2 separate regions of the Callithrix jacchus genome follow, and region 2 is linked to region 1. The links are chromatin contacts, called in public Hi-C maps. All regions are on one chromosome and are shown on one strand. Each heading gives the region's core, a stretch centred on a gene start, on an enhancer-like site or on the middle of the called end of the contact. The rest is flanking DNA. Distances are from core to core; before and after follow the strand shown.

Region 1 (6,961 bases), core at 103-2,602:
AAATATTAATAAACATGGCGGGTGTTTCTGATCTGGGAACGCTCAGTGGGTAGGTGAGCTGTGAGCTCTCAGAGCACTTACTTTCACTGCCACGGGGATGAGGTGACCTGGCTCAGGGTGGTAGCCAGGGACGGGAGCCTGAGACGCCCCTGCATTTGATCCAACCAGGTCAGCATTAGGGAGGAGCAGCCTTTCTAGAAACGACTGGTCTGCAAGATTTCCTGGAGGTTTCCGGCCATTTCCAAGGTATCCAAAGAGCTCTCTCAGCCCCTGGACTGCCGGAGCTTCTGAGGAGGGCGGCAGACAGGAGGCCCCGCCAAGTCTCTGGACGCTGTCAATCTCCAGGAACGCAGTGTTGGCGTATGCTTTGTACACCTGGGCCACACAGCCTGAGCCCACAGGTTCCCGTTTCTCAAAAGAGAGGATGTCCCCCCATTCCTCCCCAAAAGCCTCCCGGAGGAAGCGCTCAGTGTGAGTCCATGGGTGGGGGTTCACTCGAACATGCAGCTTGGAAAACTGCGCACAGAAAGCCTCGGAAAACAGATCGCGCCGGGTGCTGGCCCACTGGCCCAGTTTGATGTATGTTGGGCCTGAGGTCTCGGTGGCTTTCAGAAGCAGGTGGAGCCAGAGCGTGGAGACGCTGGGAGCCAGGTAGGTGAGGGGGTAGAGGAGAAGGAGGGGGAAGAATTTCACCAGCAGGGCGCCGGCACGAAGCCAGAGGCGGAGATGCAGGAAGACGCCGCCCAGCGGTCCAGCTCGGGGGAGGCTCTCCGCGGGCCCCGCGCCAGCCGCGCCGCTCCAGCGGACCCTTTGCCGACCCAGGACGTCAGGGGCCCCCTCACCCACGTCCCCGCAGGTGGAGACGAGCTTGGGCAAAGTGCCCAGCAGAAGCCAGCAGAACCTGGCATCGCGAGGGCACTTGGAGAGCCTCAGGAGGCCGAGTCCCTGTCTGAGCTCGAAGCACCTCAGGTGCGACAGGAAAACCCTGACGGAGACGCGCCAGGGCGCCACCATCCTCCAGAGGCCTGCGGCCCAGGCGGCCCGCCCTCCTCTGCTGGAGCGCCCGCTCAGGAGAGGCTGCGGTGAGGCCGAAGCCCGGCCCTGCCCCCGCAGACGGAGCTACCCATCCGCGCGGGCTCCCGCCCCGATCGCACCCACACCTCTCCAGGCCTCAGGCCGGAAGCGCCCGCCCGACACTCGCCGCGCTGCGCCTAAGGGGCTGTCAGGCGGCACCGACTGCGGAACGGGAGGAGCCAGGACCCACGCGAAGCCAGGCCCCGGGCGCGCGCGACGAGCGAGGGGATCGCGCGGGCGGAGGCAGAGGCCGGGCAGTCGCAGGGTCACCGCGCGCCCAGGGGCCAGTGCGAGATTCCCGGGGTGGCGGGCAGGCGGGGGCGGGGCGCTGGGCGGAGCGTAGGGGCGGGGCATAGGGGCGAGCGAGGGGGTGCAGGTGCAGGGAACCCAGGCACCGAGGACTGTGGTGGAGGGGAAGGGCACGGGAGATGGCTGGGACGAGATCAGCCACCGGGTTGAAACCGCCATGGCAAAATTATAACCGAGACAGTGAAAGAGATCTGACCTAACCAACTCCATCTTGCTTCTAACCTCCAAGCTGTGCTTGTTTATTCCTGGGCGTAAGCGAAACTAACTTTGAGAAGAACTTAGTTTATACTTTATACATTAAAACAAAGACAATATCAACGATAACAGCCTTTTTTTTGTCGTTGTTGTTATTTTTTTGAGACGGAGTCTTACTCTGTCGCCCAGGGTGGAGGTGCAGCGGAGCGATCTCTCCTCACTGTAAACTCTGCCTCCTGGGTTCAAGGGATTCGCCTACTTCAGGCTCCAAGTACCTGGGATTAAGGCGCTTGCCACCGTGCCCGGCCAATTTTTGTAGTTTTTAGTAGATACCAAGTTTCATCATCTTGGCCAGGTTGGTCTTGTACTCCTGACCTCTGATCCACCTGCCCCGGCCGGTGTGAGCCACCGTGCACAGCCCGTAACAGCCCTTTCTTAAACCTCCTTCTTGCTCGGGGAATAGTTTGCCTTTGTAGGACTAACAAAGCCACAAGATTAGAAAGTATGATTTAGGAGTCAGGCAGCTGGAGGCTACAAGATTCTGACCCTCCCTAAACTATTCCTAAGATCAGTGCTCAAGATATTTTGCAGACCCTGTATTTGATGGATCAGCTGGCACCAACCAGATGAATAAACTGGCTCATCTGATCTTGTGGCCCTCCACTCGGGAACTAACTCAGAGCAAGAAGACAGCTTCAATTTCCTAGGATTTCATCTCTGACACAACCAATCAGCACTCTCCACTCACTGGCCTTCCCCCACCCACCAAGTTGTCCTTAAACACTCTGCTCCCCACAGAGTTGCAGGCGCAGTGGCTCATGCCCGTAATCCCAGCACTTGGGAGGCACAGGTGGGCAGATCATGAGGTCAGGAGTTCAAGACCAGCCAGACCAACATGGTGAAACTCTGTCTCTACTAAAAATACAAAAAACAAAAAAATATTAGCCGGGTGTAGTGGCACAGGCCTATGATTCCAGCTACTCAGGAGGCTATGGCAGGAGAATCACTTGAACCCGGGAGGTGGAGGTTGCAGTGAGCTGAGTGAGCTGAGGCCACTGCACTCCAGCCTGGGCAACAGAGCGAAAACTCCATCTCAACAACAACAACAAAAAAACTTTGCTCCTTGAATGCTTGGGGAGACCGACTTGAGTAATAAAACTCCGGTCTCCCGCGCAGCCAGGTCTGTGTGAATTACTCCTCTATAGCAATTCCCCTGTCTTGATAAATCGGCTCTATCTAAGCAGCTGGCAAGGTGAACCTGCTGGGCTGTTTCAGGATGGCCGGTGGAGGCAGAGGGCTGGGTGCTGGGCGGTGAGGCTCCCGGGGAGCAGAGGGCCGGTGGCAGAGGCCTGGGCAGCCAGGATCTTCTGGGAGCGCCCCAGACCCGCCCCTTAAAGAGGACAGCGACCCCAGGCCAAGATGGCCCTGCTCTTGAGTCCTCGGTCCTGGGTAACAAAATGCAAAGGCGCCCTCCATGTCCCCCTCCCCACTGACTTCTTCGTATCTTTCATTATTCCAAAGAGCATGGATGAAAACTGTGCGAGCTGAAGGCAAGTTCTGAACACAGGTCCACTTTTCAGCAAGGGTAGGGATGGTGGGTGGAAGGAGGGGCCTGGGCTGGGGGTAGGAGTTGCTGGCTGCTATGTCCTCAGCTGCATTAATTCAGCGATTGTGTTGGACCTTGGGGAGAGGCTCCAGAAAGGCCATGTTCATTCAATAATACTTATTGAGCCTGATAAATATTTGAGCCCAATCTCATATTTGTTGAGCCCTAATATCTACTGATCAAGCTAGGTCATGTGCTGGCCCCTGGGGAAGTGGACACAAACATCTTACCCTTACTGGTTGAATACTAATTAGGGGGACCTAACTAGGAACATATAAATGCTGGATTTCAACCTTTTTAAAAACACCCTTGATAAGAAATTAAAATGTGCAGTTTCAAAGTGTGGCAAAGCCATAAAAGAAATGACAGGGTGGAGTGGCTCACACCTGTCTCGAGCGCCTGACCTCAGGTGATCCCCTGCCTCCCGAAGTGCTGGGATTACAGGCGTGAGCCACGTCGCCCAGGTTTTATCTCCATGTGAATGAGAGGCGTCCACAAAAATCTGCCCAAGGCGCCAGGCGCGGTGGCTCAGAATTACAGAATCCCAGCACTTTGGGAGGCTAAGGCAGGCAGATCACAAGGTCAGGAGATCGAGACCATCTCTACCAACATGGTGAAACCCTGTCTCTACTAAAAATACAAAAATTAGCCAGGCGTGGTGGCGCTTGCCTGCAATCTGAGCTACTCAGGAGGCTGAGGCAGAAGAATGGCTTGAACCAGGGAGTCAGCGGTTGCAGTGAGCCGAGATTGTGCTATTTTACTCTAGCCTGGCAACAAGAGCAAAACTCTAAAAAAAAAAAAACCTACAGGTTCTCTAGATGTGCATTTATGATTTTGGAATACATTTAACCGTAGTTAAGAACGCAAATTATGGTGCTAAATAGGTGTGGCCTCAAATCCTAGTTGCTTAACTTCTCTGAGCCTCGTTTCCCATTTGTAACCACTGGAGGTGTGGTAAGGAGTAAGCAGGTGTCTGTGATGTGCTTAGCCCCGTGATTCGATAAATGGTAGCAAGTGTTGTCATTTTAGTACCTAAAAGTTGTTCTGTTTCTCTCATTACTTCATAAGACAGGCAAATCCCAAATTTGGAGCACATATTGTGGAAGGTCTGACTTAAAATAAGGCCCTTGGCAGGGCACGGTGGCTCACACCTGTAATCCCAGCACTTCGGGAGGCCGAGGCGGGTGGATCACGAGGTCAACAGATCGAGACCATCCTGGTCAATATGGTGAAACCCCATCTCTACTAAAAATACAAAAAATTAGCTGGGCATGGTGGCGCGTGCCTGTAATCCCAGCTACTCAGGAGGCTGAGGCAGGAGAATTGCCTGAACCCAGGAGGTGGAGGTTGCGGTGAGCTGAGATCGTGCCATTGCACTCCAGCCTGGGTAACAAAAGCGAAACTCCTTCTCAAAGAAAAAAAATAAAAATAAGGCCCTTGTGAGGCTGGGCGTGGTGGCTCACACCTGTAATCCCAGCACTTTGGGAGGCTGAGGCGGGTGGATCACAAGGTCAAGAGATCGAGACCATCCTGGCTAATATGGTGAAACTCCAACCCTACTAAAAATACAAAAACATAGGTGGGAGTGGTGACCCGCAGTTACTTGGGAGGCTGAGGCAGAAGAATTGCTTGAATCCAGGAGGTGGAAGTTGGACTGAGCCGACATCAGGTCGCTGTACTCCAGCCTTGGTGACAGAGCAAGACTCTCTCTCAAAAAAAAAAAAGAAAAAGAAAAAAGGCCCTTGTGGGGCCTTATTTATCTAAAAATTTATCTAGAATTTTATCCTAGAAATTTTATCCTAGAGATGGTGGCTCTCAAACTTTAGCATCCATCAGAATTACCTGGAGGGGTGACCCCACCCCATTGCTGATTTTTGTCGGTCTAGGGTGGAGCCCAAAAATTTGCATTTCTAACAGTTACTATGTGATGTCAATGCTGCTGGTCTGGGGAAAACATTTTGAGAACCACTGACCTTGCAAATAGTCGTCGTGGTAAATACGGTCGTGGTAGTGGTGGTGGTGGTGGTGGTGGTGGTGGTGGTGGAGATAGTGACAGTGGGGGTCATGGTGAAGACGGTGGTGGTGGTGGTGGTGGTGGGAGATAGTGACAGCGGGGGTCATGGTGAAGACGGTGGTGGTGGTGGTGGTGAAGGTAATGGTGGTGAGTGGTAACAGTGGTGGTGGTGACAGTGGCAATGGTAATGGCATTGATATTGGTAATGGCAGTGGTGGTGGTGGTGGTGGTAGTGATGGTGACAATGGTGGTGGCCATCATGATACGGTGGTGGTAATGGTGACAGTGACAGTGGTGACCCACAATCTCTGCAGTATCAGGCCCATCATGACCATCACCGCCATCATTACCACCACTGTTACCACCCATCACCATTAATTTCACCACCATCACCACCACCCAATGACTGGTGATAGTGGTGGCGGTGAAGGTATAGCATTGTAAAGAGCTAGAGTCAGCTCCCACATAGGTGAAGTTGAGGGAGTATTACTGAGGCCCATGTCAATTAGGAGAATTATATCATACATATGAAGGCACCATGGGCAGTAAAAAACAGTTCTATCACATATGGGCCCTAAATCAAAGTCTATAAGGGCGGCCACTGAAAATCACAGATGCTGGCTTGGAGTCAATCTGCTGCTTACGTGGGTAACTATGCAGTCCGCTTCAGGAGTAGTAACGGGGGGATGGATATATTTAGAATGTTTAATGAATTAAGAGACCGAATATGCAAAGGAACAATGGCCATATATAACACTCTGCATTTCTAGGTATAGTGTCATGTATGGTCATTGTCCCTTTGCGTATTCAGAGGCCGTGACCCACAACCTCTGCAGCAATAGGGCCAGGAAGCCAAGCCACAGCTTCTACAGCAATAGGCCCAGAACGTCAGGATCTGCTCAATGCCTGCCTGCTGCCCTAATTTTCACCTACACTTCCAAATCAGAACCAGGCCAAGAAAGCCAAACATCCTCTCCAAACCCATCACATGAGATGCTCCTGCCTGTGCCCTCCCCCTACCAACATCTTCCAATTACAGCCCACCTAAAATCTTTTCATTTTTCCTATAGAAATCTTTCCCTCTAGCATTTGAGTCTCCAGTTATATCTGACTCTCTGCCAAATGCAAGTGATGATGGCTGACTGGCCATAGAAAGCGCTAAATAAATAGCCTCTGACTTCCTCATTTGGGTGGTTTTCGTTGATTCCCATGGAATCTTCTCAACAGTGGAAAGCCAGCTAAGTTTTAAGTTTCCAGGTGTATGCAATCCTCCTGCTGGTGTTGTTCGCTCCATTCCCACTAAGTGGCACCATTCACTCGGGAAGTGTAACTCATGCTTCCCCAGGGGTTCCCAGACCCAGCCGGGAACCAAGGAAAGGGCAACTGTGCAAAGGCCCATCTGGCTGTGCTTCTCTTTCCATGTGAACCACGTGACCCGATTTTAGCAGCTCGCATGTAACATTGCTACCCAGCAGATGTGATGCGGGGCAAGTACTAGTTCAAGGGGAAGAGAGTGGCGGTGGGAAATGGGCTAGCTCTGGGCTTCCTGGCCTCTGCATCTTCGGCATTCCCGAAGGATTCTTCCTTGTGTGTGGAGCGGGAGGCTGTCCTGTGCATTGCAGGATGTTTGGCAGCATGTGTGGCCTCTACCCACTTGATGCCAGAAACATTTCCTGTCTTAGTTCGTTGGAGCTGCTATATAACAAAATACCGGCTGGGAGCAGTGGCTCACGCCTCTAATCCCAGCACTTTGGGGGGCTGAG
Region 2 (7,013 bases), core at 3,761-6,260, 160 kb after region 1:
GACCCTGTAATCCTAGTACTATGGGAGGTCGAAGCAAGAGGACTGCTTGAGCCCAGGAGTTCGAAACCAGCCAGGGCATCATGGCAAAACCCTGTCCCTACCAAAAAATGCAAAAATTAGTTGGATGTAGGGGTGTGTGCCTGTGGTCTCAGCTGCATGGGAGACTGAGGCAGGAGGATCACTTGAGCCCAGGAGGTGGTGATTGCAGTGAGCTGAGATGGCACCGCTGCACTCCAGCCTGCACAACAGAGTGAGACCTTGTCTCAAAACAAACAAACAAAGAAAAACCCTGGCAGATTAACTAGTGAAAAGGCTTACACATTTATTTTTATTTTATTGTTTTTTTAGAGATGGGGTCTCTCCATGTTGGCCAGGCTGGTCTCAAACTCCTGACCTCAGGTGATCTGCCCACCTCGGCCTCTCAAAGTGCTGGGATTATAGATGTGAACCACCGCACCCGGCTGGCTTACGCATTTATTAATGTGCATAGGGATAACAACAGAGTGATGACCCTGACCCCTCAATGGGGTAGGGAAGCTTATATTCCTTCTTGAGGTTACTAAAAGAATGGGGAACATTCCCCAAAACAGGATATAAGGGTAAATCACAGGATGGCAACACAGGTTATGGAATGGAGAGAAGCGGAGGCCTGGCTAGCCACAGTGGTCTTGTTAGGTAGTTGAAACCATACAGATAGCAGCCTTCAGAAACACAATAGGTGGTACATGTTTCTTAGTTGTTGGATTCAGCTAATCTTTTCCTAGATCTGGGGAAGGAAGGGCTCCAAAGAAAGCCAGGCTGCATCCGTGCAGCTTTTCTCTACAGATGCAAATCTTTCCCACAAAAGACAGCTTTCCTTCTATTCTTGTACTTCCAACTCTTCTGAAGAAGTATCTTACTTGTTTTTTTCTTTTTTTTTTTATGATGGAGAGGTATCTTAAAATATGTCAAATAAGTTTGTTTAATTAGTCAATTTATTTTTGAGACAGAATCTCACTCTGTTGCCCAGGCTGGAGTGCAGTGGCGTGATCTTGGCTCACTGCAACCTCTGCCTCCCGGATTCAAGTGATTCTCCTCCCTCAGTCTCCAGAGTAGGAATTACAGGCGAATGCCACCATGCGGAGGTAACTTTTGTGTGTGTGTGTGCGTATATATATATATATATATATATATTTTTTTTTTTTTTGGAGACAGAGTTTTGTTCTTGTTGCCCAGGTTGGAGTATAATGGTGGAATCTCGGCTTACTGCAACCTCCACCTCCCTGGTTCAAGTGATTCTCCTGCCTTAGCCTCCCAAGTAGCTGTGATTACAGGCATGCACCCCCCCACCCCCCACCTAATTCTGTATTTTTAGTAGAAAGGGTTTCTCCATGTTTGTCAGGCTGGTCTCAAACTCCTGACCTCAGGTGATCTACCCACCTCGGCCTCCCAAAGTGCTGGGATTACAGGTGTGAGCTAACACACCCAGCCAATTTTTGTATTTTTAGTAGACATAGGGGTTTTGCTATCTTGCCCAGGCTGGTCTCTGACCTCATATGATCCGCCCACCTCTGCCTTCCAAAGTGCTGGGATTATAGGCGTGAGCCACCTATGCCTAGCCAGAAGTGTATATTTTGAGGCGAAGTGAATGAAATATCATAGTTATCTTGCTGCGGTGTGGCCTTGGGAGATGCATTCTTTCCTCTTGTTTTTGCCACTGTCCTTGTTTGCTTGTGTTGGGTACATCGTGGTCTGATGATCAATAGGCTGATTCTCATTTTCTCAAAGTAGAGATTACAGAAAAGTTGAATTTAAGGGATTATGGAAAACTGCCTATGGAAGCTCAGGGTTTAATATGCTGTGTCTGAGTGGACAGTAGGCCTTAATGCGGAAATATAATTAAATACACTCTAAGGCCCAGCGTGGTAGCTCATGCCTATAATCCCAGCACTTTGGAAGGCCAAGGCAGGAGCATCACTTGAGCACAGGGGTTGGAGATCAGCGTGAGCAATACAGTGAGACCCCATCTCTAAACAAAATAAAAAATTAAGTACAGTTTACTTTTCATAGTTTTAGAAGTAATCCTCAGAAGCTAGATATTCCTTAATTCTCAGCCTTAAAATAGAAGGCTGTATTTAAAAGAGACTTCTGGCTGGGCACGGTGGCTCATCCCTGTAATCCCAGCTACACGGGAGGCTGAGGCAGGAGAATCGTTGAATCCAGGAGGCAGAGGTTGAGGTGAGCTAAGATCGTGCTACTGCACTCCAGCCAGGGGTCTCAAAAAAAAAAAAGGGGTCTTCTTTGAGGCCCTCCCTTCCCTAGATCTAGGAGAGGTTAACTGAGAGTGTGACAACTTTAAAAGTCTGAAAGAAACATTTACCATCTATTATGTCTCTGAAGGTTACTACCTGCATGGTAGCCTTTATTTACCACAACATGGATAAACTGCAGGACATTATGCTGCATGAAAAAGCCAGACACAAAGAATAATTTACATTATCTCACTTACACAGGAAGATGTGAAAAAGTTGAATGCATAGAAACAGAGTAGAACAGTGGTGTTTTTGGGAGGGGACAGAGTTTTGCTCTTGTTACCCAGGCTGGGGTGCAATGGCACCATCTCGGCTCACCGAAACCTCCGCCTCCTGAGTTCAGGCAATTCTCCTGCCTCAGCCTCCTGAGTAGCTGGGATTACAGGCACGCACTACCATGCCCAGCTAATTTTTTGTATTTTTAGTAGAGACGGGGTTTCACCATGTTGACCAGGATGGTCTCAATCTCTTGACCTCGGGATCCACCCGCCTCAGCCTCCCAAAGTGCTGGGATTACAGGCGTGAGCCACCACGCCCGGCAGAACAGTGGTTTACCAGGTGTGGGATGGGGAATGGGGAGATCTAGGTCAAAGGGGACAAAGTGGCAGCTGCGTGGGATGAGTAAGTCTAGAGATCTAACATACCACATGAAGACTATGATTAACGATGTGATAATTAATAGATAATATTGTATACTAGAAAATTGCTAAGAGTAGAGCTTGGGTTTTTTTTGTTTTTTTGTTTTTTTTTTTGAGATGGAGTTTCACTCTTGTTTCCCAGGCTGGAGTGCAATGGCACGACCTCGGCTCACCGCAACCTCCGCCTTCTGGGTTCAAGCAATTCTCCTGCCTCAGCCTCCCCAGTAGCTGGGACTACAGGTGCGTACCACCATGCCCAGCTAATTTTTTGTATTTTTAGTAGAGACAAGGTTTCACCATGTTGACCAGGATGGTCTCCATCTCTTGACCTCGTGATCCACCTGCCTCGGCCTCCCAAAGTGCTGGGATTATAGGCGTGAGCCACTGCGCCTGGCCAAGCTTGGGTTTTTACCACAAACAGGTACATAAATTTTTCCTTCAAGATGATATGCTAAATCTGCGGTAATCACTTCACTATGCATATGTATACTCAAACAATATTTACACCTTAAATATATACAATTGTAAAGACACATTAAAAAAAAGCTAGGATATTCCAGATATCTTTTGTTATTCATTATGTGTTCACTGCAGTGTGAAGCACAATGCAAAGCGTTTTAAATGGCCTCTCATTTAATTTTCACAGCCATCTCTGGAGTAGGTTATATTATCTATTATTATTTTTTCTCCTCCTCCTCATCCTATTATTATTATTATTATTAAAGAGTCTCACTCTGTTGCCCAGGCTGGAGTGCAGTGGCCTTGGCTCACCGCAGTCTCTGCCTACTGGGTTCAAGGGAATCTCCTGCCTCAGCCTCCGGAGCGGTAGGGATTACAGGTGCCTGCCACCACTCTCGGCTAATTTTTGTATTTTTAGTAAAGATAGGGTTTCACATTAGCCAGACTGGTCTCGAACCCATGACCTCAGATAATCCACCCTCCTCGGCCTCCCAAAATGCTGGGATTACAGGCATAAGCCACTGTGCCTGGCCTGATCATTATTACTATTATTCTGATTATTATTATTATTTTTTACAGATGAAAAAGCAGGAGCACAAAGAGGTAAAATAATTTGCTGTAAGACACAAGTAGCTTAGAAAGGGAAGGCGACAGATAAAGGGACCAGCCCTCTAGTCAAAATACTTGGCCAAGATCACATCTGAGATACCAGGAATGAGATAACCTCCCTCCTTTTTTTTTTTTTTTTTTTTTTTTGAGACGTTGTCCTGCTTTGTTGCCAGGCTGGAGTGCAGTCAGGCTGGAGTGCAGTGGTGCCATCTCGGCTCACTGCAACCTCCACCTCCCTGGTTCAAGCGATTCTCCTGCCTCGGCCTCCCAGTAGGTGAGACTACAGGCGCTCACCACCAAGCCCGGCTAGTTTTTTTGTATTTTAGTAGAGACGGGGTTTCACCATGTTGGCCAGGATGGCCTGGATCTCCTTACCTCATGATCCACCCTCCTCGGCCTCCCAAAGTGCTGGGATTACAGGCGTGAGCCACCGCGCCCAGCCGAGATAACCTTTATTAAGTGTTTACCAAGTACCATTAAGCTCAGTGATTTTTAAGGATATCATGTAATCCTCACAGCAACCCAGTGCGGCGGGGTCTGTGCCATCTGTATTTGAGAGAGGATAAAACTCAGGCTGAGACAACAGGTACTTAGCTCAAGATCTCACTAAAAAATGGGAAAGTGCAGATTCAAACCAAGGTCTTCAGTCTGCAGGCCCCTAGTCTCCAGCTCACGCTCTACCATATCAACCTCTGCTAGGAAGAAAGCCTCTGAATGACTGTGGACTTTCGTCGCCGGGGTCTCCACGGGAGACACCTGTACAGACCCTGCTAGCCCCGCCCCTTTCCCCGAAGGAGACGTCCCCTCCACCAATCAGCGGCGCCGTGGGCGTGCCGCGGGCGTGCACGCTCGGGGCACTCAGTTCAAGTGGCGAGAGCGCTCGGAAACGCGACGCGGAGCAGGCCGGTACCGAGCGGGTACCTCAGTGTTCTTCCCCTCCCCTCGCCTGGCCTCGCCGTCCTTTACCCGCAGCCGGACCGGAACTATGTGATCCCGGAAGTTCCGGGGCCTTTGCTGTGTGGGATAAACAGTAATGGCGGAGGCTGCAGCTCCCGGAACAACAGCCACAACATCAGGAGCAGAAGCGGCAGCGGCGGCGGCGACAGCGGCCTCCCCCACCTCGATCCCCACAGTCACCGCCCCGTCCCCGGGGGCGGGCGGAGGGGGCGGCGGCAGCGACGGCAGCGGCGGCGGCTGGACTAAACAGGTCACCTGCAGGTAGGACGTTGGGCGGCGGAGCGCCAGCTCGGGGAGGGGGCGGCGGGCCGCGCCCGCGGCGCGGGAGGGAGGAGGGCTGCCGGCCGGCGGCGAGCGGCACGGGAAGGCGGGGACCGGCGTTGTCTCGACCCCCGCAGCCCTCGCTGTTGCCGCCGCCGCCGCCGCGTCCCCCCACTCACTGCGTCCTCCCAGTCACTGCGTCAACCCCCGCTGGGCCGCGGATCCCTCTGCGCCGTCCGCGGAGGCCTGGCGGTGCGCGGTCGCTGCGGGGCCGGGGGCTGCACCTCCGCCTACCGTTCTCTCTGCGCTGGCTGCGAGCGCATCGTGGAGAGGTAGGCTGGCTCCTCCCCTGCCGCTGGAAGGATGCCCCCGCCGCTACCTCCGCCTCCCGGGGCTCCGGAGGTGGTGGTCGCTTCCAGCCGGTCTCCCAGCCATCCTCTCTGGGCCTAGACACCCCGCCGAGGGCCCCAGCGAGCTGGCCTGGCTCCTAGCCCTCTCCTCCTTCCGTGTCATCCGTTTGTAACGTTTTTTCACGTCCCTCCGCCCCCCGGTCCTCCGCCCAACCGTGAGAAGAAGCTTTTGTATATCTTCTTTGTATGTTTGTCGAGGTTGGCGGTGCTGAGCTTTGTCTTAGAATCAGGCAAACGGGGGCCGGGGTCGTCTAATCCACCCGCGGTTTTTAGCAGCGACTATTACCCTCCCCCAGCGCTATGTTCCTCTTTTGAAATTTAACGCATCTTCTTAAGGGAGTGCAAGGGCTCTTTGCTCCCGGAAGAGAGGTTTGGTTTGGTATGGGAGACTAAAATTTTAGAAAAATTAAGGGATGGCGGTTGTACTGGTGTGTACGCTTGTAAAAACTTCGTAGCTGTACGCAGAAGAGGGCATTTAATTATATGTTTTTTATATTCCGGCTTCTAAATAGTAATCAGTATCGACTGTAAGCTTATCTTTTTCTATGGGTTGAAGAAATCAAGTGAAATGCCGATTTTCATCTGGATGGTATTGATACGCAATTATTTAAAAGTAATTCCTAATAAGAGCTTGTATTATTAAGGGTGAAATTTGAAACCTTGCCAGTCTTTGTGATACATTTCTCCTGGCAACAATGAAGCTCTCAGTTTTCGATACGATACATTTAAGGTGTGAAGAATAAGCTTAATTATTTTATATAATGGGATAAGGCACAAACGCAATTTCAGGTCACTTGTCTTCTTCATCGGTGGATCATAAAAGTGAAATATCACAAGGAATAATGATTTAAAAGTTTTTGCTCTTTGACAGAGTTGTTTGAATATCTGTTTCCCTTTTACAATGTTACAGTTAATCTATTTGTGCCAGTTAGAGCTTTTAAAAATTAAAACTGACCGGTTGGGGTGGCTAGGCCGGCGCGGTGGCTCATGCCTGCAATTCCAGCATTTTGGGAGACTGAGGCTGGCGGACCGCCTGAGGTCAGGAGTTTGAGAGCATCCTGGTCAACATGGTGAAAACCCTGTCTCTACTAAAAATAGAAAAGTTAGGTGGGTGTGATGGTGGGCACCTGTAATCCCAGCTACTTGGGAGGCTGAGGCAGAAGAATGACTTAAAACCTGGAGGCAGAGGTTTCGATGAGTTGAGAGCTGGCCACTTCACTCCAGCCTGGGAGAAAGAGGAAAGAGTATAAAACTCGGTCAAAAAAAAAAAAAAAGAAAAGAAAGAGGAAGGCGGAGATTTACTAGTTTTTGTTTTTTTGCTTGAGGCAGTTTTTGTTCTGCGGATTCCTTGCTAGGTTTTGAGTTTTAGTGTTTGACATTGTTTTCGG

The links. Hi-C and Micro-C count contacts between places; a contact is called where the count stands out from the background.
Region 2: a Hi-C map of skeletal muscle shows a contact between it and region 1, with 5 times the contacts expected there. The contact joins the promoter of MKRN1 here to the promoter of ADCK2 in region 1. A contact is called at or near these places in 2 of 3 Hi-C or Micro-C datasets (both in skeletal muscle).

Annotation. Positions count from the first base shown.
Region 1 is chr11:106,697,345-106,704,305 of calJac240_pri, forward strand. ADCK2 (aarF domain containing kinase 2) reads right to left here and starts at 1,353. Exons shown (of 6, transcript XM_078343628.1): 1 at 82-1,353. The coding sequence starts at 1,014.
Region 2 is chr11:106,855,148-106,862,160 of calJac240_pri, forward strand. MKRN1 (makorin ring finger protein 1) reads left to right here and starts at 5,011. Exons shown (of 8, transcript XM_035254592.3): 1 at 5,011-5,215. The coding sequence starts at 5,031. It also overlaps the pseudogene LOC108592932.